2 separate regions of the Sus scrofa genome follow, and region 1 is linked to region 2. A link is a contact called in public Hi-C data. All regions are on one chromosome and are shown on one strand. The core of a region is the stretch at or near the end of the contact, and the rest is flanking DNA. Distances in the headings are between cores, read along the strand shown. Region 1 overlaps MIA3 (melanoma inhibitory activity protein 3). Region 2 holds the start of LOC110255736.

Region 1 (6,613 bases), core at 3,490-5,989, 75 kb before region 2:
GAATTAGAGAGTATTATATATGATTGCAATACCCTCTGGAATATGGGAGACCTCTGATATGCCATTCCTTCTCAATTAGCTGAACTTCGATTCCTACTCTGACTTCCCCTATACTTTGAAGAGGGTGGGGGGCAGGGGGGGGCAGCCCAGGGCTGCTAGGCCTATGGTATCACACGGTGATGCTGTACCCAGTTAGAGACCTTGGCCTCTAAAAACACAAAGCTGGAATGATGTCTCATCATCATACTCGAGAGACAGAGTAACACAGTCAGAAGTTCTTGTGGTCGACTGGTGCAAAGAATGAGCTACACAAAACTTAAAAGCTGGTGATGCTATTATTGTGGCTGCATTATTAAAAAAATTTTTTTTTAAAACAACTTTTTTTTTCTTCTTTTTTTTGCCTTTTCTAGGGCCGCTTCCTGCGGCACATGGAGGTTCCCAGGCTAGGGGTCAAATTGGAGCTGTAGCCACGGGTCTATGCCAGAGCCACAGCAATGTGGGATCCGAGCCATGTCTGCAACCTACACCACAGCTCACGGCTACACCAGATCCTTAACCCACTGAGCAAGCCCAGGGATCGAACCCGCAACCTCATGGCTCCTAGTCGGATTCGTTAACCACTGCGCCACGACAGGACCTCCTAAAACAACTTTCTCAATTCAAATGAAACAAGCTGCTGTCCGAGGGATGTTTACTGCGCTCGGTGACCGAGGATCACGAGTGTCCACACTGTACTATTACGTACCGCAAAGTTCTATACTGTCTCCTCGAATCTGTTCTTTTATTTGTTTATTTATTTATTTTTTTGACAGCTGCAGCTGGCAGCATATGGAAGTTCCTGGGCTAGGGGTGGAATCTGAGCTACAGCTGCCTACACCACAGCAACACCAGATCTGAGCCACCTCTGCAACCTACACAGCAGCTCATGGCAACCCTGGATCCTTAACCCACTGAGGGAGTCCAGGGATTGAACCTACATCCTGATGGATACTAGTCTGGTTGGTTACCACTGAGCCACGACGGGAACTCCCAGAAGGCCTCCTTTAGGACGGGCCTCTACTCTGTAGAGGAAAAATAAGCGAGCTTTATTTACCTGGGTTTCTGGCTTTCTCAGTCTCCGGTTTTTGGGACGCTTCTAAGGGACCCATGTCCCTGGTCACGGGTTGATGCACGCGGCTGGGCTCCTCAGGAATCTGCATGGTAAGAGCTGCTGTGCTCTCCTGTGGGCCGCTCTCCTCCAGCGGTGGCTGGATGTCTACGGGGAAAAAGAGAGCCCCGCGCTGGCAGAGCCCAACCACGCTCCCGCCCAGCACTCCCTCCCCACCCACCCCAGGGCCCTCATCCTGCCCGCTGTGCTGGCACCTGTGGGGCACACCCGGGCTCGGAAGTAAGAGTTTCAGCTGCTTTCCTCTCACTTCACAGATGGCTAATCTACAGCAGAAAACGTACAAAGAAACTCTTATCCCGAAGGTGTTGATCACTAAATGTATTTATGGTACGACTCTGATACGCTAACTTCCCTTGGTGACGCAGCACCTGCCCTACATGGACAAAGGTGCAAAAGGAGAGGCGGGTCAGAAACAGGAAACACATATCCCATGCGGAGAGACCCGAGCCCCTCCATACATAAGTGTGCTCGGTCAGAGCTGGCGCAGAGGAGGGCCCTACGGGCAGCAGCAGCTGGCAGAAGGGCCGCTCGGATGGTTTCAAAGAACCTCTATGAGTCGGAAGGAGCGTACTCTTCTCTGTCCCCGAGAGGCTCAGGGCACAGCCCAGTGTGACCCACAGTGAAGACGAATGTCTTTGAAACCCCATAGTTTAGCCTGAGATTCATTTGAGTCTTGCATTCGAATCCACAGTAGAGCTTTGACTACATATAAAAGTGTTCCCAGCTCCAAATGCTCGGGACCCCAGGCAGCCTGGGAACACTCCTCCTGTGGTCTCTGCGCCCAGGGAGATACTCTCAGCTCACACATCTCCGTTTGAAAAGCATGTGGGCAGAGAAAAGAGCATGAGCCAGGAACCAGCTTCTATGAGACGCTGGCTCAGGGTCCGTTCACTCACTGTTTATTTACTGGATGGCTTCTGCATCAAGTGCTCTGTTAGAGGCTCTGTGTCCTGGTTTGTCCTGGATTAATCTGAACGTGAGAACCCGATGGCTGGGTAGAATTTAACTCACCTATGCACATAGCATCCAGCAAAGATGGAAGTTGGAGGGGGGGGCGGTTCCCTCTGTGGCTCAGAGGGTTATAAACCCACCTAGTATTCATGAGGACCCGGGTTCAATTCCTGGCCTTGCTCAGTGGCTTAAGGATCTGGTGTTGCTGTGAGCTGTGGTGTAGGTCACAGATGCAGCTTGGATCCTGCATTGCTGTGGCTGTGGTGCAGGCCGGCAGCTGCTGCCCCGACCCCTAGCCTGGGAACTCCTATGTGCTGCAGTAGTACACACTCCCCCCAAGCCCACCCCCCCCAAAAAAAATTAGGGGGAAGAAAAGACTCACTCAGGCAAGGCATCAAGTTAAGCCCTATGCCAGTAAATCCTTAGACAGAGAGCAGTGATTTGACGATGAAGAAAATGTGTTCAAAAAAGCCCTTTCATGGAGTTCCGGCTGCAGCACAACAGTATCGGCTATATTTCTGCAGTGCCAGGACACAGGTTCAATCCCTGGCACAGTGGGTTAAAGGATTCAGCCTTGCCACAACTGTGGCATAGGTCACAACTGTGGCTTGTCTGATCCCTGGCCCAGGAACTTCGTATGTGACCGGTTGGCCAAAAAAGAAAAAAGAAAAAAACCCCTCTCATACTTTTGCATGAAACATGTACTATGTCAACAGGTCTATTTTATACCTCATTTCTTATGTGTGGCTTTATCTTTTTAGAGTTTCCTTTTGAGAATGCTTGCCAGTCTCAGCTGTCTAAGGGAGAAAGAGGGCAAGAAATCCTTATCCACACCCCCATCTACAAGAAAGACTGGACGGGTCATGAGGCCGTCACTGTGCTGCCCCTCGCCTCTGGGCCGCTGTGAACTGGGGACAAAGCTTTACAAATAGGGCACGAGGCTCTTCAGAGCCCCCCAGCCCCACACCCGTACCTGGAGCCCAACACCAGGAGGTCACAGGCAGGCACCTCACCTTCTGCAGGTCCAGCCGAACTCTCCTCCGCAGGTCCAGCCAAACTCTCCTCCGCAGGTCCAGCCGAACTCTCCTCCGCAGGTCCAGCCAAACTCTCCTCCGCAGGTCCAGCCGAACTCTCCTCCGCAGGTCCAGCCGAACTCTCCTCCGCAGGTCCAGCCAAACTCTCCTCCGCAGGTCCAGGCCGGCCCTCCTCCGCAGGTCCAGGCCGGCCCTCCTCTGCTGGTCCAGGCCGGCCCTCCTCCGCAGGCTGCGCGGCTGCCAGGGACGCGGCCTCCTCCTTCGCGGAGTATGTGTACCTGACAAAATAGATCAGTTCGTGAACGTCATCGAGCACAGCAGCCTCTTCGCTGAAGATGCTGTCCCTCATCGCCGGGTCTCTGTCTTCGGTCACGCGAGTGTCGAGCATCTCCTCTGCCACGCTCAGAATGTGGGACTCGGAAGCACGGAAGACCTTATCTAGGACTTTCTCCACGTTGTAGGGCAGGCTCTCCCGCTGCGCCGACTTCAGCTTGGAGGACATTTCCTGGAACAGGGCTTCCAGCTCCTGGACGTCAAAGTACTTCTGGAAGCGCTCCAGGGACTGCTGCTCTTTAAAGAAGCTGCCGATTATAGGCAAGTCCTCCCGGGGGACGCCGAGCTCCTGCTGAACAGGTGCGTGTGGCGCCCAGGGGGGCGGGTCACTGTCCTGGTCCTCAGGAGCGGACCCCCGGAGCCCTGCGTCCACCAGTTTCGCCACGTCCTCCTCATCCTCTTTCAAGAGTTCTGCCCCAGGCTTCCCCAGGAGCCCTGGCGCCCCCGGGGGTTCCTGGAGGCCGTCTTCGTTAAAATAATCCGGAGCTTTATGCTGAGATGCGGCCCCTAACCCTGCAGTCTGATTGGCTCTCTTGGGAAGGTCGCGTTCCTCAGAGGGGCTCTGTCCCTTCTGACCCACGAGGGAGCTTCCTCCTTTTTCCACCACCGGACTACTGGGATCCCCGCCTCGTGCGTCCACGCCTTCACCCGCAGGGTCACTTTTTCTTCCAGTTTCCACCGTATTATTGGTCTCCCCTTTGTTTTCTCCAGGTTCTGGATCAGCATGAACAGCACCTAAAAGCGCTTTTGCAGAGGCCTGTGGGTCAGCATCTAAGCCCGCGTCCTCAGCCTCGGGGCTCATTTCTTTAGACCGCTTCGCACTCACAGCGTTTTCATCCTCCAACAGCTCTTCGGGGGCGTAATCGTCCTCGTCTGCTTCCGGGTGTTCCGGGCGGAGACCTGGCACCTCGGTCACCCCTGCTTCCCGCGGGGCCGCCGCGGGCTCGCGGCGATGGGCAGGCCCCTCCTCCAGGGCATCCTCAGCGGCCTCCTGATCTGAGAGTCCCCCGTCGTCGCTCCCTTGCTGGGGAAATGCGGCGGCGGCGCCTCCTTCCTGTGGCCCGGAAAGGCTGCTTCCCGGAGCGGGACCCTCTTCCCCCGGGTTTCTTGGCGGAGCAGGTGCATCGGGGGAGGAGAATCGAGTCCGGTTTTGAGATTTCCCGGGCTGGTCCTCACCCAGGTGCTCCCCCGAGAGCGGCGGTGGGGCTGGGCCGATTCCTGAGCCGCCGTCCTCCTCCCCGCGGGCCCTGGAAGCATCAGGCTGACTGTCGGTCCGGGGCGCTGCGATCCCCGAGGGGGCCTGTCCAAGCTCCCGCTCGGCCCCCGGGATCCCTGCAGCTCTAGCCACCGAGGCGCCCTCCGAGCCGCCTTCCAACCGCTGTGCTCCGGGCTGTTCCTTCCCGGGCCAGTCTTTCGAGATATGAACAGCGGCTCCTTCCAGGTCATTCTCTTTGCTGGCAAAGGCCGATAGAAATGTCTCTGCATCCTCTTTGGCGGCGGGCGGAGGGCTGGGGTGGCCGCTCTGGGCAGAAGCGTGCCGGCTCCCGCTTCGGCGCGTCTTGTCCTCTAATCCCGCTGCCTCCCGCGCCGCCAGGTCCCTCCCCGGCCGCTCGGCCTCCCGCCCTTGCCCTTGAACGTGAAGTTCTGCGGGCGCCTCTGGGTCCTGGTCTTGACTGCTTCTGGGGACTTCCACCTTCCGAAGGCCATCGGCTGCCTCTTCGGGGTCGCCAGAAGCCGAGGCTGGTCGTGCTGTCCCCACGTTGCGACCCGGGACGGATGCTTCATCACCAGCCTTTGCTTCCTTCGAATCCCAAGTCTCCAAATCCGCACCTGTGTTTTCCTCACCTTCTGCCACCACGGAGAAGGTGCTATCTTCCTCTGCATTTTTCTCACCGTACTGGATGCCGGGGGGCTGAGTCTCCCCAGCCCGACTGGCTTCCTTCCAAGTCTGCTCTTTCTCTGTTGGATGCTTCTCAACGCCAGACTTCGCCGGAGCTGGATCTTCTCCATCCACGAAGGTGAGTAGTGGGAGGTCGTCCACGCCGTCTTTGTTCTCCTCTTCTTCCTTCCCCACGGTGTAGTACTCACCTTCCAGCTCCTCATCAAAATCGTCCTCTAAGGAGGTAACAAATCTGGTTGTCTCATCGTCAGATACAAATGCGTCGGCAGTTGAGCCGAATTTGGTTTTCAAGTCCAGAGTCATTTCTGTTTTCAGAAGTTTATAAGCATCAATCTTCTCCTGCTCATTGGAGACCTGAGAACTATTGCTGGTTTTGCTGCGTTCGCTTTCTGGCACTTTTAACTTATCTTGCAGCATTTCTCCAAAAGGTTCGAAAGAAGACTGCTCTCCCTGAGCGGGATCTGTTTGACTGCTTCCATGAGGGTGGCTCTTCTGAGCCTCCTGTCTTTCCCTGGGTTCCTCAGTGTTTTCTGAGAATACACTTTCACTTTCCTGCGAGCTGGGTTCTCCTGGTTCAGGTTCAGGGTCACTTTCCTCGGACGCTTCAGGAGGTTCTTCCACCTGCTGAGAAGTTTTTTCTTGAACTTCCTCAGAGTCTCCAGGCGCCGAATCATACAATTCCAAAAACCCTAAAAGTTCTTCGACATTATAATTATCAAAATTGTCTCTTCCTCCATCAAAACAAACAAAATCTGTCTCCTGCAGAAGGGAAAGAAAAACATTAGTGTGTCACTAACTGAGTGTCACAAGAGCAAATGCTTACCCACGCGAATGACAGAGATGGTCTCAAACTCATGTTTGGCTCCAGAGGCGCTTTCGTGCCAGCCTCGGGGAGTCAGGAGACAGAGGCTGGAACACACTTTCCCCTGGCTTCCTGCTTCCTTGAGGAAGGACCTTGCCTGAGGAATGCCTCCGGCCTTGCTTCCTTCGCTTTCCTAGGGGAAGAACAACGCATGTGGCTGCTGAGCTGGCTCTGCACTCTCCCTGTTTTCTGTTGGGATTGGGGCCCGGGGGTGGGGGTGGGGGGACATGACACCCTCTAACCTCCATGCTGCCAGTGTTACAGGGGCAGTCCTACCTGGGGAGGCCCCCCAGTTGGCCTGCTCTGCCTGTGGCTGGGTAAGTCTATCATATCCTAGGCTGTGATTTTCAAAAGCCCATTCATTT
Region 2 (6,521 bases), core at 1,429-3,928:
AGGAGTTCTGAGTCCAGTGAGAGGGCGCATGGAGCACAGGCAAATGAAGAAATAGATGCAGCACGGAGGCTCTGGCTAGAAGGATGTCCAGGCCTCTGACTGGGCCCCCAGCCGGAGGCCCTCTTCCAGGCTAGGTGCGGAGTCAGGAAAGACTCACAGCGGAAGGATGCTGTTTCCAAGGGAACTCTTCTAGAGCCATGCAGCATTGGAGGAATCCCATCACAAAGGAATTGTTTTGGGAGTTCCCATTGGGGCTCAGCAGTAAGGAACCTGACTAGTACCCATGAGGATGCGGGTTTCAATCCCTGGCCTTGATCAGTGGGTTAAGGATCTGGAATTGCCATGAGCTGCTTGTAGGTCACAGATGCTGCCCGGATCTGGCGTTGCTCTGGCTGTGGTGTGTGTAGGCTTGCAGCTGCAGCTGCTATTTGACTCCAAGCCTGGGAACCTCTGTATGCCTTAAAAAGAAAAAAAAAAAAAAAAAAAAGTATTTTTAGATCAAGGCCAGTGAAGGACATTAAAAATGTTAATTTCAAAAGAACTTACATTCAAGGAGTTCCCGTTGTGGCGCAGTGGTTAACGAATCCGACTAGGAACCATGAGGTGGCGGGTTCGGTCCCTGCCCTTGCTCAGTGGGTTAAGGATCCGGCGTTGCTGTGAGCTGTGGTGTAGGTTGCAGATGCAGCTTGGATCCCGCGTTGCTGTGGCTCTGGTGTAGGCCAGTGGCTGCAGCTCCAATTAGACCCCTAGCCTGGGAACCTCCATATGCCTCGGGAGCGGCCCAAGAAATAGCAAAAAGACAAAAAAAAAAAAAAAAAAAAAGAACTTACATTCAAGAACCCTCAAGCGAGCACAGGTTTCCTGGGTGGCACTTCCCTTAGAGCTGCTTTCCAGGGCTTCTATTTCTACTAAATAAATATTTGTTTCCCAGAGACGGTCTTGGACTTGCTAAAGGAGCAAGCTGAAGAAGCTGCTAGAAAATCATCCAACGCAACTGTAACTTCCAGGCCAGACCGGGCCTCCTCTCGGAAAGGCCCCTCCAAGAAGCCAGCTTCCCCCACAAGCAGCAGGAAGCCGTTTCCTCGGCCTGGGGCAAAGAAGCGAGTGTGGTCCCCAGGCCCCCAGGGGAGGAGGAAGCAGAGCCCCAAGACCCCCCCAGGCAGAGGGGCACAGCGGCAGCGAGCTGGCAGGAGCCTCCCTCTGATGCTTCCGTCAAGGTGGTGGGTCAGGGGATGAGCTTCCAGTTTGCCCCTGGGGAACTGCTGCTGCTGCTGCTGCTGCTGCTGCACATGACCTTAGACACCTGGGAAGCTGGGGTGCAGGCGAGGACCAGTGGTGAGAGCTTGACCTTGGGCTGCGCAGTGGTCTTCTCCTCAAGAACCTTGTCCTCTGACCTGACCGGATGCCCCATGTCCGCTTCTGCAGCGAGACCAAAGCCCATGTTGCCAGGCTACCTGGCTGCCTGTTTGCCAGTCTGTAAACCCGCTTGGAAGTCCACTGTGTGTCCCTGTTTGTAAGTGCCCGTGACCTAAGGCAATAAATCAACACTTGCTCAAATGGACCCGGAGTGTTTGATCTCCTGGATGCTTGCCTGGTGGTAAGAAATGGGACGTGGAGTTCCCGCGTGGGGCAGGGGCTCGGCAGCGTCTCTGCGGGCCAGCACGCAGGTTCTGAGCCTGGCCAGGCACAGCAGGTTAAAGGATCCAGTTGCCCCAGCGGGGCCTAGGTCGCAGCTGCGACTGGGATTTGATCCCTGGCCCGGGAACTCCCTATGCCCAGGTGGCCGAAAAAGACAGAAAAGAAAAAAAAAAAAAAAATCTGCCGTGCTTCACCCAGTTTGCCTAAGAGCCATGTGTCACTCCCAAGCCTCATCTCAGGTCTAAGAGGGGGCTTGTAGTGATGCCTTTGGGGGAGAGCTCCTCTAAAATGGATGTCTCCTTCGCCCTCACTGAAGCGAGGGTATGAATAAAGGCAGGTCCTCTGGCGCCTACTGTTCTGCGGGGCAGAGAGCATAGCAAACATGACTACAGGTTGCATACCTATTATGTGCTAAGTTTATATCCACTCTCCAAAACCTCAAAACCTTGCTGCTTGCGTGTTGCCCCATCACTTCTGCTGCAGATCAGGGAAGTGAGGCCTGGCGAGGTTAGGCCACTTGCCCTGGACCACGGCAGCAAGGGAGCGGGGAATTGTTCAGCTGGACTTGAACCAACGCCCCTGTCAGCCTCTCTGGGGGCCCCCAGGGAGGGTGGTGGCTTTTAACCTGGTACTTGAGGAATGACAGAGCTAAGAGCTTCAACAAGTTCTCCAGATTCTGCAGAGTACCCGGAAGAATATAGGCAATTTGACTTAATGGAACAAAACCAAAAATGCCAGGGTTTTAGGATCCAGAGCTAAAATCTTGCAAGCCAAGAAATTGTCCCAGTCACATCATCCTCAAAAGAACCCAGATTAAGAAATACATTCTCTTGTTTTTTGTGGAGTTTGGGTTATGCTGGGGGAGATACTTGATTTCGTCTCAACAAGTGCCATGCTTACAGCTTGCCAGGCACAGTACAGGCTCTGGGAGACCCAAAGAGATGAAAGGCTTACCTGCTGTAAGCACTGTTAAGCATTAACTTGAACTCAAGGTCATGAGACTCGGGATCCTTGAACTTGCCCCATATGAGAGCTGCAAATGGGAGCCGCCCATTTAATTAAAATTTTTCTAGTAGCCAAAAAAAGGTAAAATTAATGCAATTACACAATTTATTTAATCCTGTATATTATGGTATTATTGTTTCAATATGTAATTGATTAAAAATTACTAATGGGATAGTTGACATTCTTTTTTTTTTTTTTTTGGTACTGAATTTTCTAAACCCAATGTGTATTTTATTTCAGCAAATCTCAATCTGGAATAGCCACATTTCAGGCACTCAATGGTTTCATGTGGCAGGGGGCTAGTTTATAGACAGTCCTTTATCAAAACATCCTGGGTGCGGACAATTTCTGTATTCAGAAAATGCTCTGGGGAATTCCCGTTGTGGCTCAGCGGAAACAAACCCAACTAGTAGCCATGAGGATGCGGGTTTGATCCCTGGCCTCTCTCGGTAGGTTAAGGATCCGTGGTTACCACCAGCTGTGGTGTAGGTAGCAGATGCAGCGCGGATCTTACATTGCTGTGTCGTGGGTCAGCAGCTGTAGCTCTGATTCGACCCCTCACCTGGGAACTCCCATATGCCACTCGTGGCCCTTAAAAAAAGAAACAGAAAAGAAAGGGCACTGGTGACTATAGTCACCCAGCATTCGGGAATTCAGGGTAAAAACTGCAAACCTTGGCTTCCCGCGCAGCCCGGGCCCGTTTATTTCGGGGAATCGCTCCCTCTTTCTCTCGTAGGGGGCAGGATGGTGGCGCCAAGCTGGGCTCTGAACGCCAAGCTGCCACGTGTCCTCGTCCAGGCCACGCGGGCCAATCTCTGGGCCCGGCAACAGGGTCTGGAGGCGCCCTCGCCGCGGGTCGGGCCAGCGAGAGCCGGGCTCCAGCGCCACCAGGCGGCCGCGCGGCGTCACTGCAGGCGCAGCCACGTCCCGCCCGCCCCGCGCACCCGCGCCGCGCGCCGCGCGCCGTCGAGGTCCCCGCGTCGCCGCCCTCTGCCTTTCGTAACTCGGCGCGGGGTCTGGGTTTGCAGGGCTTTGAAAACGAGCCCCCGGCGCCTTGCGCCCTCTCTTCCGGCGCTCTGGCCGCAGATTCGGGTAGCGCCGGCCACCGTGGACCATTTTTCTTTTTTTCCTGCTTCGCGGCGTTCCAGGATTTTCTCTTCCGGGTCGCTCTGAGGCACGGTAAGCATGTTCGTGATTTATATTTCAGGACTAAGTCCTGCCAGAAGTACCGTTTTTTAGAAATCACTGTTTCATTTTGGAATCCCTGGTGCGTATTTACGCGGGATGGTTTTTTAAAAAAAGCGGAAATGCAGATGAGGCCCCAGCGAGGATCGAACTCGCGACCCCTGGTTTACAAGACCAGTGCTCTAACCACTGAGCTATGGAGCCTGCTCACTACCTGGCGCGCTGTAATTCAAGGACATTGGAAGTAACATTGCTTTCCGGCAGTCTCAATTAACTGACCCTCGGCGTCCACTATCTCGGACAATTGTAAAGACAACGTAATAAGCAGAAAAAAAAGCCGAATCTCAAAATTGTATGTTTATGATTACCAAACACGAATTCATACCGACGATACATTATGCATACAGATAATTACTGAAAGGGAAAGTGCAAAAATGAAATACTGTTCTAATGGTGCATGAATGGTACCTTTACGTCTTAAAAAGTTCTCCAGTCTGTTGTTTGTATGACAAATTGTATCAAGTTTTGTACTTAGAGGGAAGTTATGGGGGAGTATCTTTGGTACCCGTAACTGAAATAAGTAATCGACTGAGGATGAATTAATTGATTCCACACATTTTTGAGTACGCACGTCCTACCCGATGGTAGAGGTACAGTGAGTAGGTAGCGCTCTGTTCCCTCTCCTGTGTAAACGATCCATCACTGCCTGAAGGAGAGGATGACAAGCACGCGCTCCCAGAGGTCTGGAGGCTTCTCTCCCTGACCTCCTTCAGATTCCTTTTCTCATCAAGACTCTTCTCTCACCACCCCCTCCCCCATTTAACGCGGCACCACCCTCCTTATCCGGCCCCTTTGCCCCCAACTACTCAACTTTCTTTCCTGCTGGACAATGTGTTTATTATTACGTTTATTCTCTCCAGGTTAGAAGTTGGGTCTTTGGGGCCTTTTTATTTCATTCCCTGCTGTATGCCCAGCACCTAGGATGACGTCTAACGCCCCGTGAGCGGGTGCTCAGTAAATGCTGAATGATGGGCATCCGCCGGGAGAAACCGGGAAGCGTTTGGGAGCCGCTTTCTCACGTTCGCCTTTACTGCCTGCCGCCTCCCTGGCCTCGCTCGTCCAGTGGGGGGTTTTCTAACACGCTTGGGCGTCCTCAGCCTGTCTTGTTTCCCTCTGGTCCTGCTGCCCGGCCCTTTGCTCTGAGACGCACCGCCCTGCTGCGCACTTTCCTCGCTCCTCTGCCCAGCCCTCCAGGGCGTCTCGCAGTTCTCAGGACCAAGCCGAGCGCCTCGTTTGGTTTCCTCTTTGGTGCACAGACTTTGCCTCCCTCTAAGCAAACCTAGCAGGCCCCTCCATTTCTCATTTTACGAGGCTTCTTCTGCCTTAACATCTGAGCCTCCCTTGGATGTTTCATGTCATCAAGAAATGCTTTTCCATCTCAGAGGTGGTTTTGAGAAAGGCTTTCCTTTTCTGGGGCCGCCCCGGCCGAGTGCACACAGCCTGGGGGGCTTAAACGATAGAATTGTCTTGTCTCACGGTTCTGGAGGCTATAGGTCCAAATTCAAGGTGTGGATAGGTTTGCTTCCTTCCGAGGGTTCTGAGGGGCGGTTTCCATCCAGGCCTCTCTCCTCGGCTTGTAAATGGCCATCTTCTCCTCCTCGCTTCCCTTTGTTATGTGTCCCTGTCTGGGTTCAAGTTTCCCTTTTTTATGAGGACACCAGCTAGGCGGCATTAGACTCACCCAAGTGATCTCACTGTAACCTGATGACCTCTGTGAAGACACTGTCTCCAAAAAGGCCACATTCTGGGGTTCCTGTTGTGGCTCACCCGTAAGGACCCCGACTAGTATCCATGAGGACGTGGGTCCGATCCCTGGCCTTGCTCAGTGGGTTAAGGAGGATCTGGCGTTGCCGTGAGCTGTGGTGTGGGTCACAGATGTGGCTTGGATCCGGCGTTGCTGTGGCCCTGGTGCAGGCCGGCAGCTGAAGCTCAAGGAAACTTCCATGTGCTGCAGGGATGGCCCTAATTAAGACAAAAAAAAAAAAAAAAGAAAAAAAAAAAAGAAAGCCACATTCTGAGGTACTGGAGGGTTAAGACGGCTACATAAGAATTTTGAGGGGGAGGAGTTCCCTTTGTGGCTCCCCAGAAACATATCTGACTAGCCTCCGTGAGGACGAAGGTTCAATCCCTGGCCTCGTTCAGTGGGTTAAGGATCTGGCGTTGCGGTGAGTTGTGGTGTAGGTCACAGATGTGTCTGGGATCCTGAATTGCTTCGGCTGTAGCTCTCATTCAACCCCTAGCCTGGGAACCTCCATATGCCGCAGTGCGGCCCTAAAAAGACTTTAAAAAAAAAAAAAAGAATTTTGAGGGGGCACGATTTAACCCGGAATGTGTGCTCAGTTAAGGCAGAAGCAAGGCCTCCCTTCATTCCCTGCATCCCCTGTGGCGCCTGCAGGTGGAGGTTCATAGATTTTTGCTGCACCCGCCCTCCCCAGTGCTGGGGCACGGGACCTGCAGCCGCTGCAGGTGGGGTGTGGTGGAAGTGCACCTGCACCTCTCAGCTCGAACTTTCGAGCTTCAGGACGTGGAGACGAGGGGAAGGCAAGATCAGGAGTGGGGGAGACGTTCATGTGCTCACAAGGGTTAGTTAACTCATAAGGATTAGTTAACTCACAAGGGTTAGTTCAGGGTTA

The links. A called contact is a pair of places that touch in the nucleus more often than the background predicts.
Region 1: a Hi-C map of undifferentiated spermatogonia shows a contact between it and region 2, with 2.6 times the contacts expected there. The contact joins the enhancer-like site here to the promoter of LOC110255736 in region 2. A contact is called at or near these places in 3 of 5 promoter capture datasets (fetal liver, fetal skeletal muscle and liver), 29 of 47 Hi-C or Micro-C datasets (alveolar macrophages, blood, brain and 15 more) and 2 of 2 datasets of contacts at active chromatin or transcription factors (alveolar macrophages and skeletal muscle).

Annotation. Positions count from the first base shown.
Region 1 is chr10:11,387,822-11,394,434 of Sscrofa11.1, reverse strand. It overlaps MIA3 (melanoma inhibitory activity protein 3), which reads right to left. Exons shown (of 28, transcript XM_021064137.1): 4 at 3,133-6,145; 5 at 1,094-1,255. Among named protein-coding and RNA genes, the nearest start is that of MIA3, 29 kb to the right of the region's middle. Within about 2 kb of position 4,739, at least 1 of the 83 cell types and tissues checked has an H3K27ac peak or open chromatin away from gene starts, as enhancers often do. A contact at or near this core is called in undifferentiated spermatogonia, where this site is marked.
Region 2 is chr10:11,310,887-11,317,407 of Sscrofa11.1, reverse strand. LOC110255736 reads left to right here and starts at 2,678. Exons shown (of 7, transcript XM_021065090.1): 1 at 2,678-2,724; 2 at 3,380-3,822. The coding sequence starts at 2,678. It overlaps HHIPL2 (HHIP-like protein 2), which reads left to right. Exons shown (of 10, transcript XR_002336124.1): 10 at 932-1,561. It overlaps TRNAT-UGU (a tRNA gene), which reads right to left and starts at 4,032; the gene lies at 3,960-4,032.